Regions from separate parts of the Mus musculus genome. Here region 2 is linked to region 1. A link is a contact called in public promoter capture Hi-C data. All regions are on one chromosome and are shown on one strand. Each heading gives the region's core, a stretch centred on a gene start, on an enhancer-like site or on the middle of the called end of the contact. The rest is flanking DNA. Distances are from core to core; before and after follow the strand shown. Region 1 overlaps Ralgapa2 (Ral GTPase activating protein, alpha subunit 2 (catalytic)). Region 2 has its middle 23 kb from the start of Gm52577.

Region 1 (6,883 bases), core at 3,217-5,716:
TTAGAGATTCTGTAATGAAAAAGAAATAACAACAAAAAATTATTTATTGTCGATATTTTTTGCCTCATTAAGGTACTCCAGAAATATAAGTAGTAGTTAAGATACAACATAGGACTTACAGCAATTTGTGTCTCAAATCCGGCCATACAGTATACATATTTGATGAAACTTAAAGGACTGACTTTTTCTTTTGAAAAGATGGTACCTGAGACTTCAAAGATGTAACATGAATTTCTGAGTTCATTTAGATGAAAAGTCTTGTCTTTCTGAGTATAGCAATTACAGACTTATACCACAGTGTCTGGCTTTAGATATTTTTTGTTAAAGTTCATGTATGATTTTACATTTGTTTCAGTTATAAAATAACATTAAATTAAGTATACTAGAAATGAAGATAATATTCACCATTATAGTTTCAAATAATTTTAATAATTGTTAACAAGAACAATTAGTGTGGCTATATACTATTGCAGTATGTAGGCAATAATGGCCACCTCTTTTTATTTATATTAAAAGGCAAAATCAGAATCAAACCTGCAAGAATATGCTAATTTTAAACATTTATAGGTTATCACTTTTAATTGCTATCCAAACAACCAAATATATGTAATATATTGATTAATTGGAACAGTTCACAGGGATTATGTAATGTTAAGATTCACTAACTTAATTGCGTATTCTTTTTCTTTCTATCAGAAATTCCCCATTTGAGACCAAAGCCAGTATATGTTACTGTAACTCGAGATAATGAAACAATTTACAGTACAAAAATTCCATACATGGCAGCTCGTGTTGTTTTCATTAAATGGATTGTAACTTTCTTTTTGGAAAAAAAGTATCTAACTGCAACACAAAACACTAAAAATGGAGTTGATGTATTGCCTAAAATCATCCAGGTATGACAACCATCATTTTAAAATCTCTTTCTCTTGTATAATAAGCACACAAGCACATTAGCAAAGTAACTGATTGTTAGAACTACAGATTTTGTAGGTTTGATTTACTGGCTCACTTGTCTGCAGGTCTGAGGTTTTAGAGGAGCTATGCAGTGTTGGAGTTGCTATAAGAAGGTAGTCTCAGGGGCAAGCAAAATTCTGGGACTATAGCTCTTGTGGATACTTTCCTGCCTCCCTTCTTTCTCCTTCTTGTAGGTGTTGTGTTTTCTGAGCACAGGCACAGGGTCTTGCCTTTCCTTCACCAGTTGGAAGGCCCTCATGTTCTGTAGATCTGGCCTATGGAAAGGGCTCATGCTGTCATGTAGCCTTTGGCATCTCAGGAGAGGCTTGGGCCAGCAGCTCAGGATCCCGGGGTAGTTGTTGCTTTATGATGCTGTTCCTAGAGAGAAGTCTGCCTTTCTCTGAGGCCTTCAGGAAAGACTTGTCAGGTAGGAGGGCCTTCAGTGTGTGTACTTGGTAGAACACTACTGTTTTTAGAACTTAGAGATCAGTCGCATCACTGAGGGGTCATGGTTTTGTGTGGGTTGATTATCGTTGTTTCTTGTCCCCAAGAACAGGGCCAGCAACTGTAGTGCACTTATTGAAGGTTTGCTGATGTCAAGGAGGCTCCAGAAATAGGACGTTGCTCCAAGCTGGAAAAAAACATATGCTGGAGGAGGCAGAGCAGAAGTTGCTGTATTTCAAGGTCATTGGTGCCTTGGTCGAAGGAGGAGCACCAAGCAGTTTATAGCCTATGGATCCATTGTAGAGGACTTACTGGAGACCCAGAGGGCAAACTTGTTTTCAAAAGAATCTCTGGTATAGAAGTACAGTGAGAACAACAAAGGGCTTCCTGAGAGGTAGTTCAAAACAAACCAAAACCCCTTAACTTTATACTTTGAAAGATGAAATGAAAACAGTAATGAGTATATTTGTCTCCTCAAAGTTTTTATTTCAGATTTGAAATATGATATTCTTTCATACACGTAAAGTAAGTGAGCTGGCGTGGAGGTGCACACCTTTGCCCCTAGTCCTCTGGAGGCAGAGGCAGGTGAATCTCCTTGAGTTTGAGACCAGCCTGGTCTACAAAGCATGTTCCAGGACAGCTGGGCTATATAGAGAGACCCTGTGTCAAAACAAACAAGCAACAAAAAAACTAGTATCCTTATCAAGGTGATCAAAACTTTTAAAACAATATACTAGTTTTATAAATGACTTTAAAATATACTTAAAGTTCTGTTTCACAATAGAATTCACATTTTTGCTACAAAGTCCTTTGCTATACATGCAGAGTTGTTGTTTTTCTGTTCCCCAAGTGAAACAATATCTTTTTCTTGGTCTAGAACTTGTACTTTTGATAGGGAAAAGACCAGCTAATGATGTGTGTTCTAGACCCAGCTTCCCTAGCACTAGGCTTAACAGACTTTCTTGTTCCGTTGGTTGTTAGTTGGCTCTTTGTTACTGTGCCAAGGATACCTGAAGTAGTCAACTTGAAGCAGTTTACTTTTGGCTCATACTTTTAGAGGCTGTAGTCCATGGTCAGTCAGTCCTATGGATTTGGTTCTGCGTATCGGGGATTTAAAAACCACCGAGATGGCAAGGCAGCTGAGCATATTTGTTTTTATAATTCTTTAATTATAGTAAAAAAAAAAAAACATCACTTTTACTAATTCCGAGACAGTTCTCCCAATGACCCACAGGCCCCTGGGAAGAATGGGTAGAACAGTGGCATATACAAGCTGACGACTCTGAAGAATTGTATATGTTTGTCAGGTGACTACTGCTGTAGTCTTCTCTGTTCCTGAACTTTGCAGAGGCAGCAATAGAATGTGCTGAGTGTGTTGGCAGATCAGGATAGAGGAATCAAGCGGTATCACACTCAGGCATCACCAACAAAACAACTGAGACATGCCCTACCCTTGAGAGTTGCTTCATGAGCAGTGGGTGTCCATACTTAGACTGACTCTGAGAATGCTTTTGTCTCAGTATGAGCTGTGGGGTTCAGAGGGCACCAGGGTGGCAGAGAGATTGAGGTAAGGAATAAGTGGCAGTGTGTAGTTTTCTGAGCCATGGTAGTGCTGGCCTGGTAGATTGTTTCACTGATGGGTCTTCTGCATGTACCAGAGGACTAGACATCGTCTCTGCATCGACTCTCATGCCAATGGCTTCACATTCCAGCTTGATTCTAGTGCATGGAAGCCAGATCTCCTTCTAGAGCCAGCTCTTCATAATTGTACAGCACGTGCTTTATCCACTAAGCAGTCTTAGGTCTGGAGCTTATGTTTAAATAACTTGATACTACATAATTCTTCATGCTAGTTTAATTATTTCATTGCTGTAATATTAACCACCTCAAAACTTAGTGCCTTAAAACAGAACCCCGTTAACACTATGTTTTGTCTTTACTTAGTGGGACAGAATCTGGCTTGATACCTGTAATATATTTCATGGGCCCTTGGGTGGTGATCGTTTAGCTGGTGGATGGTTGGTCTGGAGGATCTAAGGTGACTTTATCCACAAACCTGTTAGTGCTAGCTGGAGAGATAGCTGGCTGGAACTAGTTAATCTATGCTGTCTCACTAACAAGGTCATTAGATTTCTTATATGGCCACCGGGGCCTCCAAGAACAACATTTGAAGAGATGGAAAATGTTAACTACCAGCCTTTTGAGCCTGGGCCTTTTGAGCCTTTTGTTATAAGCAGTCTCCCAAGTTTTCACACCTCTGTGACAGCAGAGTTAAGTGTGTAAGTATAGAGCCCTGGTGTGATGATGGCACACATTGCACTTACACATCAACTTACTCTGTGATTTCACAAATGCAAATTAAACTTTTTAGCTGACAAGATTTCACAGTCCTCTTCCCTGAAATAACTTAGTAGTTTTCCTGTTAAAGTCACTGAGTTCAGGGAGGATTATTTGGTTAATTAGGAAATTGGTAAGTAGAGGTTCAGGTGTCCATGTTTGAGGCAACTGCTGACGTTCATCTTGCTTTGTACCCTGTGCAATTGGTGGCAATCAGAGTACTTGGAACAAGGCCAGACCTGGGTGTAGGGGCGTGGATCAGTGGCAGAACACATGCTCACACTTATGGGAGTGTGCATTGCTTCTCTAGTCCTGCAACATTCACAAACCCCAGAAGGTAATGAGCAGGACAGGACCCACATTTTGCTAGGTGCTCGTGAGTGAGGGTGTGGATTGCTGAGATCTGTGGTGACATTTTCCAGACTGTTGGTGGTGGTGCAATACAAGAGAAGGTACCAGAGCTGGATGGTGCTGGGTCCACAGAACAGGACAAAAGCCATTCTAACAGCAGCACCTTGTCTGACCGAAGACTCAGCAACTCCAGTCTTTGTAGCATTGAAGAGGAGCATCGGACAGTGTATGAGATGGTGCAGCGGATCCTCCTGTCAACACGGGGTTATGTGAATTTTGTGAATGAAGTATTTCGACAGGTCAGTGTGTGCTATACAGTCATAAAGTTGATGTCATCTTTGTTCCTGTCAATCAGCTTCCCATTGCTGTAAGCCATGTGCAGGGACATCAGTGTAAACACAGGGGTGTATTTTGTCTCAGTTCCAAGGGTCTTAGTCCAGGGTCACTTGGTCCTGTTGCTTTGGGCCTTTGGCAGGGCCGCATATTAAAGCAGGAACAGGAAGCAGATTGAGGCCTGTTTACCTCATGGATGGGTGAGAAAAAGATCAAGAGATTAGCGCCCTACAGTCTTGTCTGAGGGCACACTCTGCCATGACCTATGCTATCCCACTACGTCATACCTCTTAAAGTTTATGCCACTTCCCAGTAGTGCCAAGCCAGGACCAAGTCACACGTTGGCCCGGGGGAAGATTGGTACATTCCAGATCCAAACTGTAGCATTGTGGTTTTACTTATGACATGGTAAATAGCATTGATGATTTGGCCTAAAAATTTCCCTTCCAGTCCTACTTTTAGTTTGTCACAAGTTTTTCTGACCTACATTTTTTTCCCATCTATATAACAAAGGGAAATTAAAAAATACTTTCATGTTCCATAGTAGACTCAGCTCAGAGGGTGGGCCTAGTAAACCCAGTGTTTGGAGACTTTCAGCACTCACACAACCCAGAGGCACTTTCAGAAAGTTGTAATTTCCCTGTCATGTTACATGACATGAATGAATGTGTGTGTGTGTGTGTATGTGTGTGTGTGTGTGTGTGTGTGTGTGTGTATGTATATGTTTGTGGCACAAGAGCAATGAGATGAATGAGAAAGGACATAAAGGAGAGAAAAGCTCTTTATCCAGGGCCCTGGAATAACATACCTCAGGTAGGAAAGGAAGAGCTGGGAAGAGCTGGAGCAGAAAGCTGGAAAGAGCAGGGGAAGGAAAAGAAAGTGAGCAGGAGCTGGGCCGCAGTCGAGCGGTGCAGTGCTTTGCAGCAGGCTTGGTGTTCCTGGGCAGACGTATCTGGGATCAGTTTTGACTGGCATCTTATGGCTAGCCAATTTTATTACACTAGAAATCTATCTTATAACAGATAAGTGTACCACTGATCAATGATTAAAAACTTATAATCCCAGTATTTGAGAGATGGCAGCAGGAGGAACAGGACTTTAAGCTTTAACTACATGGCTAGCTTGAGATTACTCTGGGCTATATGGAACTTTGTCTCAGAACACTAAGGAAGTAACTAACTAAATGTATCATTATCAAAATTGATTAGGAATCATAATGTATAGGGTTGTTTTAGTTTTGTATTTAGCAAATCTTTTACCTTGGTTCCACAGCCTTAGAGTACTTGCTGTGTTGGATATTGTGACGTGTGTGTGTGTGTGTGTGTGTGTGTGTGTGTGTGTGTGTGAGAGAGAGAGAGAGAGAGAGAGAGAGAGAGACAGAGACAGAGAGAGAGAGATTGAGTGGCTTCAAGAAAGTATTCCAAAACTCTCTCTCTCTCTCTTTTTGGTTCTTTAAAAATAGTGAGTGTGGATTTATTTATGTATTTATTTGGGCTTGTACATGTGGCCAGAGATTAGCAGGGAAGAAGAATCTTAGGTCTTTCTTGCACTTAGGAATTTATAAGCCAAACCTTTCTCACCATACAAGTCAGAGCCAGGAAGACTTTATAAGGACTTTGGACTTTGGTTCTAAAGTTGAAGCTTTGGCATGAGGACATTTAACATTTTAAAAAAGATAAACAGTTTTGCAGTAAGCAAGAAACTGTAACATAAATATATACTAGAAAAAGGAGGAAACAGGATTGGAAATTTATGAGGCAGAGCAGAAGAGCTCAGCGTATAGTCTTCCTAGCAGAGTGGAGCAGCAGGAGATAGACTAAACCAGGTAAGGAAATGATCTTGCACAGACCTCGGAGTGGCAGGTAAAAACTGGGACCTGTTGAAGTGGAGGGTCTAATGAGCAGGCCTGAGACAGCTGGCTTCTCTCCCAGTTCTCTTCCGTGTTTGTGTGCTTTCTGTCCAATACGAGTATCCTGCTGTAGCTATAGATGTTCCTTTTTTCCTTTGAAAGGCTGAGCATTTGCAGTATGTTTGCATGAGCATCAGTTGCAGCATAGCTGCATGTGCTGCCTACTTTTATGTCAGCTTGACACAAGCTAGAGAAGGGAACCTCAATTGAGAAAATGCCTTATTAAGATTCAGCTGCAGGCAAACCTGGGCATTTTCTTATTAGTGATTGATTGGGTAGTCCCGTCCATTATGGGTGAGGCCATCCCTGGGCTCTATAAGAAAGCATGCTGAGGGAAACGTAAGGAGCAACCCAATAAACCAACTTCCTCCATGGCCTCCCTCTGCATCAGCTCCTGCCTCCGAATTCCAGCCCTATCTGAGTTCCTGTCCTGACTTCCTTAAGTAATGAACAGTGATGGGCGTGCACGAGCCAGTTAAACTCCTATTCTCTCCTACTTGCTTTTGATCATGGTGCTTATGGCAATTGAAACCCTGACTAAGAGGATACAGA
Region 2 (6,825 bases), core at 767-3,266, 160 kb before region 1:
AAACTACCTCGTGTAATTACATCAAGACGGTCTATTCGTGATTCTTTGGGTGCACGCTGGATTGGGAATTGAGTGGGGGGTTTCCCCACTAGGTTCTATCATTTGGAGGTTCCACCGAGATCTGCGTGACACCCAGGAACCCCGAAAGACCCCTTGGAGGTACGTTTGTTTGTGTGAGTCTTGTATGTTGTCTGTTGTCTAAGTGTCTAAGTGTGGCACCGCTGAATTTGTGTCTTGGTTTTTCAGTTCTGGGATTGTGGGTTCGAGTCCCGCCTGGGTTCCTAGTTCTGGTATTCTGTATTCTGGTAGCTGCCACTGTGGACCGGGAGGATCTAGTGGCTGCGGGAGGAAGACGTCCTAAGGCCCTACAGGCTGCAACCCTGGAAGACATTCCACGGGTGGAAGGGGGTGGAAGCAGAGTCCTCCCCCCCCCAACCCCCCAGTCAGGAAGGAAGTCATGTGGAATCTGACCCCTGTCAGGAAGTCGTGTTTGGCTGATTGTATAAGTCCAGGCATGGATGAGTGTGCTTAGATATATTGGTGTCTTTTTTTTCCTCTGTTGCTGTCTTGTTTTTGTTTGTGGTTTTCATCATGGGACACAGACACTGTACATAGGAGATAAATTGGAATCCCTCCCTGCCTGCCTGACTGACTGTATGTCTGGGTGTCTGTCTGTCTGTCTTGTTCACTTGTGTGTCCTCCATTAGACCACCTTCTGATTCTGTTTTGCTTTTGGTTTGTCTGGTTTCAGGTATGGTTTTGGTTCCAAGGGATTGACTGATTATCTTGGTTTGGTTTTAGGCCGGTCTCAGGTTCTGGGGGCCTTCCCACGGAGAGGTCCATTTGGGTTGGTTGCAGTGACAGTGAGACATGTCAAAACGTTGCAGGCCACAACGCTGGAGGATGCTCTGGTGTCAAGCTGGGAAGTTAGATTTGAAACAGTCCTTCTCAACCCAGCACCTAGGGTTCAGTATATGCCTGGAACAGATAGTGTCAGGCTTCTCTGGAAATCACGTGTAAGACACCCTGTATTGGTCTTGCTTGTATTTGTCATTTCTGTGGTACTGTGATTCTATGGTGGTTGCCTGAAAACGGTTTCTATGTGTGTCTTGTGTGTCTCTTTGTGTTCAGACTTGGACTAACAACTGACAACTGTTTTTGAGTTATGCCCTCTGGAATAAACCTAAGAATCCTGTCAGATCCCTATGCTGACCACTTCCTTTCAGATCCTCAGCTGCCCTGCCTCCCACTCCAACTCCAGGAAGCAGCCAGCGGGTCACAGTGGTCCCACCCATGGACCTAGAGCCTAGGGAGAAATGAGCTCGGGAAACCCGGAGCAAAAGAGGGGTGGTCCCTGAGAAGTCAGTGGCCCTGGATGTTGTGGCTGCTGAAGGGGACATAGAGGAGGCTGTGGGAGTGGCCCTCCCCTCCATGACCAAACCCGTCACAGTTCGTGGCTAAAAGTAAAAGGCTAGCAAAAGGGGTGCTAACACAGAAGCCGAGTCCTTGGAAGAGGCCAGTGGCCTACTTGTCGAAGCAGCTAGAAAAGAGACTGTGTTTCATATTCCCCCACCGACCAGTGCAAAACAAGTTAGAAAAGTTCCTGGGCACTGCGGGCTTTTGAAGACTGTGGATTCCAGGTTTTGCTGAATTAAAGAGATAAACAGCCCTATGCCATCAAGACTGCCCTAATGTCGTCCCCAGCTTTGGGCCTCCTAGATGTGACTGAGAACAAAGGTATTGCCAAAGAGGTTCTTACTCAGATATTGGGGCCCTGGAAAAGAACTGTGGCATACTTGTAAGAAATTAGACCTGTGACTGTAAGATGGCCTGCTTGTCTGAACATAGTGGCTTCTGGTGAAGGACGCAGATAAATTGACTCTGAGACAAAACTTGGTGCATGACCTAGAAAGTGTGGTCTCTCAGCCCCACTGACCGATGGCTGACTAACACTCTTGAAAACTTTATCCAACCATTCCCCTGACCGATGGACACATTATCAGAGCTTTTTGTTGACTGAACGAGTGGCCTTCGCTCACCCTGCTGTCCTCAATCTCGCTACCCTACTGCCTGAGACTTCACCTACTCATCACCGCGCTGACATTCTGGCAGAAGAAACTGACGCTTGAAATGATCTGAAGGATCAGATCAGCCTTGGCCTGAGAGTTCGAGCTGGTACATGGATGGCAGTAGCCTTGCAGTTGAAGGCAAGTGGAAGGCAGGGACAGCAGTGCAGTGGTAGACAGAAAGCTGAACTTGTGGGTCACTAGACCTCTTTATTCCTCATTTCAATGTGGACACGTTGTGGTGGGAAATCTCCCTTTTTCTGCTTTTTGTTATTACCTTTGTTTAATTGGTATATGGAGGACAGGGAAGAGAGAGCCTGGCTTGTTCAGCTGCTAAAATCCAGGTTCTGACCCTAACAAAATCATTAACAGTGAGGGATCATTGGTGAGTTCTGAGTAGAGGAGGGAGGTGGTTCGGTATAGAGGGGGGAAGGTGGCAGAGCAGCTGGAGAGGAATGAGCACTGTAACTCTGCAGTAGGATGCCACAGAAACAAACATGTACCTTAGCCTCCAAGTGCTGGGAACCCCAGGCTGCTGGATGGAGTGGCTTTAACAAATACCTGCCCTCAACTTCAAGACTTGAGGTAACCGTCCAGTTAACTGATAACATCTAGGCTGAATACGAAAAATGATGCCAGCATTCCTTAGTCATGTTGCCTCATTACCATGTCATGTTACATATTTAAAACAAGCAGCGTTGTGTGAAAACAAGCAACGTTATGTGACCGGAGAATCGCCTGAGTGAGGGACACCTCTCCTAGAGGACCTTCTCACAGAAAGAACCAAATGAATCACTGAAGACAGGTTAATGGGGTTTTAATGATCCCCGGGTACGGGGAAAATATAATGCACCTTGCAAGAAGGGACAAGGCCATCAAGTCAGGAGAGCAAAGAAGCTTCAAGTCTTGGGCGTGGTTCTTATTGAGATTGGAATGAAACTGTATTCTGCCCAGGATGACTTGAAATCTGTCCTCCATCTTGTCAGACCAATTGAGGAGGAAACAACTAACTGCATTCCATTAGCGTTGGCTTAACTGCTCAGTCAGCTGAAGACTGGTCAGTGTAGCCCACACTTGGATGAGTGTTTGATGTAGGAGATAGCTAAGCACATTCATTGAAGAATTTACTCTTAGGCTTTGGGCCAGGGAGGCACAGCTATCCACTGCCATCAGTTTGCCTTTTAGCCTGTGGCTGTTTTAAAGCCCCTGCCTCTTGGCTTCTGCCTAATGTCACAGTTACAAGTCCCCACTGTTCTTCTTGTTTGTGTTCATCTAAGCAGCAACAACCACCTGAAGGGGTTATCCTGTGTAGCCATCACTGGCACTAGCACTAGCAGCAAACTTCTTGACTGATTCAAATTTCTTCTTTGTGTGCAGTTCTAGCTTTTTATTTTTATTTTTTTAACTGTCAGCTTCTAAGGTGGGAAAACACACATTTGAAGTATTGCCACTTTGAGGGGTTGCCTTCCTGCTCAATTCCTTAGTTCCATACCTTCTGAAATAATTTTCTTCTCTGTTCTTTACATTCCAGTTCTGTTTTTTTTGTTGTTGTTGTTGTTTTGTTTTGTTTTATTTTGTTTTGTTTTTGCTTGTGATAGAGTCTTGTTATATAACCTAGATCCACTCACTTCAAACTCAAGATTCTCCAGAGGTCAATTGTGAGGTGTCTTCCTCTATTGCTTTCTGCCTTTATTTATTTATTTATTTATTTATTTATTTATTTATTTATTTATTTATTTATTTAGCGACAGGGCTTCTCTTTGAACCCAGAGCTCATCAATTGGGCAGACTGGTTAGATTGGCTGGCCAGCGGGCCCCAGTGATCCACTCACTCTCTCACTCCGCCTCCCCTGTGCTGGAAGTACAGGAACGCACTGCCACACCCATCTTAAACTGGATGCTGAGGATCCCAGATGAATTCCTTGTGCTTGTGAAGAAAGCGCAGTACCCACTGGGCCATGTCCTGAGCCCAGGTGTCCTCTCATTGAATCAGATTGCAAAGCCTCTTAAATTTGAGTAGTGGACAAACTGACTTGGGGTTTTGTCATCCTTAGCATGCTGGCATTAACTCACCTGGAACCACGTTTCTGTCAATGAGATGTTCACGGTCTTCACACCTGAAAAAACCAAAGCCCATCCAAGCAAGATGAAACACTGAAGGGGCAGATGAAGCATATCGCCCAGCACAGACTTCACGGAAACCACAGTGGACTCATTGTTGATCCAATGGCATAACTAAATAAAGTCATTGTGACATGCTCTGGGTTTGTGACCATTATATAGCTGGGTTGGAAATATTGGTAATTTTGAGATCCTTTTAATGATTCCCAGAGAAAAAGGGACAGAGTATTTGAAATTGGAATTGTTTTGTAAGCAGCTTTGACTGCCTGGCTTGACTGTCTACGACAGGAATGTTCAACAAGTTTAGGGTTTATGTTAGAACTGCAAGAATGTTTTCTTTATGACAGGACACATAAGTGGCAAGATTTAGTTTATAGTGATCGATATTAAAAGAAAAAAAAGCTGGCACTAGGAAGGGAAATGACTTGAAATGACCTCTTTGTGGGCTATGGAGGAGCCTTTGCAGGCTTCTGCCCAGGAGTGGGGGTCTCTTGTTGACTACTTACAGAAGGGGAGATGACGTAAAACCTCACCCTTGCCCCAGACTCATTCCTTCACAGCAGTGTGGCTTACTTGCTTAAGCCTCATGAAGATATACTCTTTGAGGATCTAAAAGCCTGATTTATCGGAGGGACACTAGGGAGATGGCTTAAATAAAGCCTTTGCACAGAGAACATGAGGCCTGGAATTCAGGTCCTCAGCACCACATAAATACCAGGTGGGCATGGAGGCCTCCCTGTAATCCCAATGTCCAGCAAGCTGCATAGGGTGACCTGTGAAGCTCTGGGTTCTACTGAGAGACCCCGTTCCACATATATACACATGCACATACACCACAGACACGCAAAAACAAGCAAACTCAGTAAATCCTGGTTTTACACAGATGTATTGGTATAGGCCTACAATCCCAGCTCTTATGAGGCTGAGGTCAAAGACTGTGAGTTTGGGGCCTGGAGAGATGGCTCAGGGGTTAAGCGCACTGACTGCTCTTCCAGAGGTCCTGAGTTCAATTCCCAGCAACCACATGGTGGCTCACAACCATCTCTAATGGGATCTGATGCCCTCTTCTAGTGTGTCTGAAGACAGTGACTGTGAACTAAAATAAATTAAATAAATAAATCTTTAAAAAAAAAACACACACTCCAGGTGGATTTCCTTAAAAAAAAAAAATTGTGAGTTTGAGCCTACCTGGGCTACGTAGTGAAACCTAGTGGGGCTGGGGCAGGGCACAATACCTCAACCCCCAAACAAACAAAATTCCTTGTTCTCTTCTTTTAAAACTGGGATTCTGGGGCTAATGAGATGGCTCAGAGGTTAAGAGCACCGACTGCTCTTCCAAAGGTCCCGAGTTCAAATCCTAGCAACCACATGGTGGCTCACAACCATCCGTAACGAAATCTGATGCCCTCTTCTAGAGTGTCTAAAGACAGCTACAGTGTACACACATATAATAAATAAATAAATCTTTAAAAAAAAAAAAACAAGCTGGGATTCTACTGCCAGCTAGCTGTTGAACACTGATGCGGGTCATCAGAGCAGGCACAGGGCAGCTCTTCACAGACTAGTCCTGTTTTTTAAAGATAACACTCCATCTCAAACTCTGCATTTCTTGCAGAGGAAGGAAATTGTCACACAGCTACATAATTCCAGAGGACTGAAGGGATCAGTAGTCTTAAAAACACTTCCTTTTTTCAGGAATCACATGGCAATTTTATCTCTTCCAAGGTCAGTGCACTGTATGAACTCCACCTAAGCAGGAAGAACCTCATTTCCCTTGATTTTGTCGCTCCATCAAGAATTTACCTTCCACAACCACCAAACCCAGACACTATTGCATATGCCAGCAATATTTAGCTGACAGGACCCTGATATAGCTATCTCTTGAGAGGCTATGGCAGTGCCTGACAAATACAGAAGTGGATGCTCACAGTCATCTATTGGATGGAACACAGGGCCCCTAATGAAGGAGCTAGAGAAAGTAACCAAGGAGCTAAAGGGGTCTTCAACCCTATAGGAGGAACAACAATATGAACTAACCAGTACCCCCCCCCCCAGAGCTGTGTCTCTAGTTGCATATGTAGCAGAGGATGGCCTAGTTGGCCATCAATGGGAGGAAAGGCCCTTGGTCTTGAGAAAATCATATGCCCCAGTACAGGGGAATGCCAGGGCCAGGAATCGGGAGTGGGTGAGTTGGGGAGCAGGGCAGGGGGAGGGTATAGGGGACTTTTGGGATAGCACTTGAAATGTAAATGAAGAAAACATATAATAATAATAATAATAATAATAATAATAATAATAATAATAATAAAAGAACTACCTTCCAGGAACTAGAGACATGGCTCAATGGTTAAGAGGGCTAACTGTTCTTAAATTCACAAAACCTGGGTCAAATTCACAGAACCCACATAGTGGCTCATAACCATCTGTAACTCTGTCACTCCGAGTCAGGAGCAAACTTCCCTGAGACACCTCATCAGCTAGGCAGAGTACATCCACCTAGTTCTGGACAAAGGCATTTACCACCATAAGCTTTTTAAAGGCTTGTTGATTCTCCTTGGGTTTCCAAAGATAAGTAAGCCTACCGTTGCCCAGATGTCTAGTGGGACCTGGTCCTCAGGGAAGTTCATATCTAGCTCTG

Evidence for each region. Capture Hi-C pulls out chosen DNA fragments and counts their contacts.
Region 2: a promoter capture Hi-C map of liver shows a contact between it and region 1. The contact joins two enhancer-like sites. A contact is called at or near these places in 4 of 484 Hi-C or Micro-C datasets (B cells, CD4 T cells, bone marrow-derived macrophages and 1 more), 4 of 115 datasets of contacts at active chromatin or transcription factors (embryonic basal ganglia, embryonic stem cells, hepatocytes and 1 more) and 2 of 9 other capture datasets (adipose tissue and liver).

Annotation. Positions count from the first base shown.
Region 1 is chr2:146,441,289-146,448,171 of GRCm38.p6, reverse strand. Ralgapa2 (Ral GTPase activating protein, alpha subunit 2 (catalytic)) reads left to right here. Exons shown (of 41, transcript NM_001033348.3): 9 at 697-896; 10 at 4,161-4,388. Among named protein-coding and RNA genes, the nearest start is that of Ralgapa2, 67 kb to the left of the region's middle. Within about 2 kb of position 4,466, at least 11 of the 459 cell types and tissues checked have an H3K27ac peak or open chromatin away from gene starts, as enhancers often do. A contact at or near this core is called in liver, where this site is marked.
Region 2 is chr2:146,594,927-146,601,751 of GRCm38.p6, reverse strand. No RefSeq gene overlaps it. Among named protein-coding and RNA genes, the nearest start is that of Gm52577, 23 kb to the right of the region's middle. Within about 2 kb of position 2,016, at least 2 of the 459 cell types and tissues checked have an H3K27ac peak or open chromatin away from gene starts, as enhancers often do. A contact at or near this core is called in liver, where this site is marked.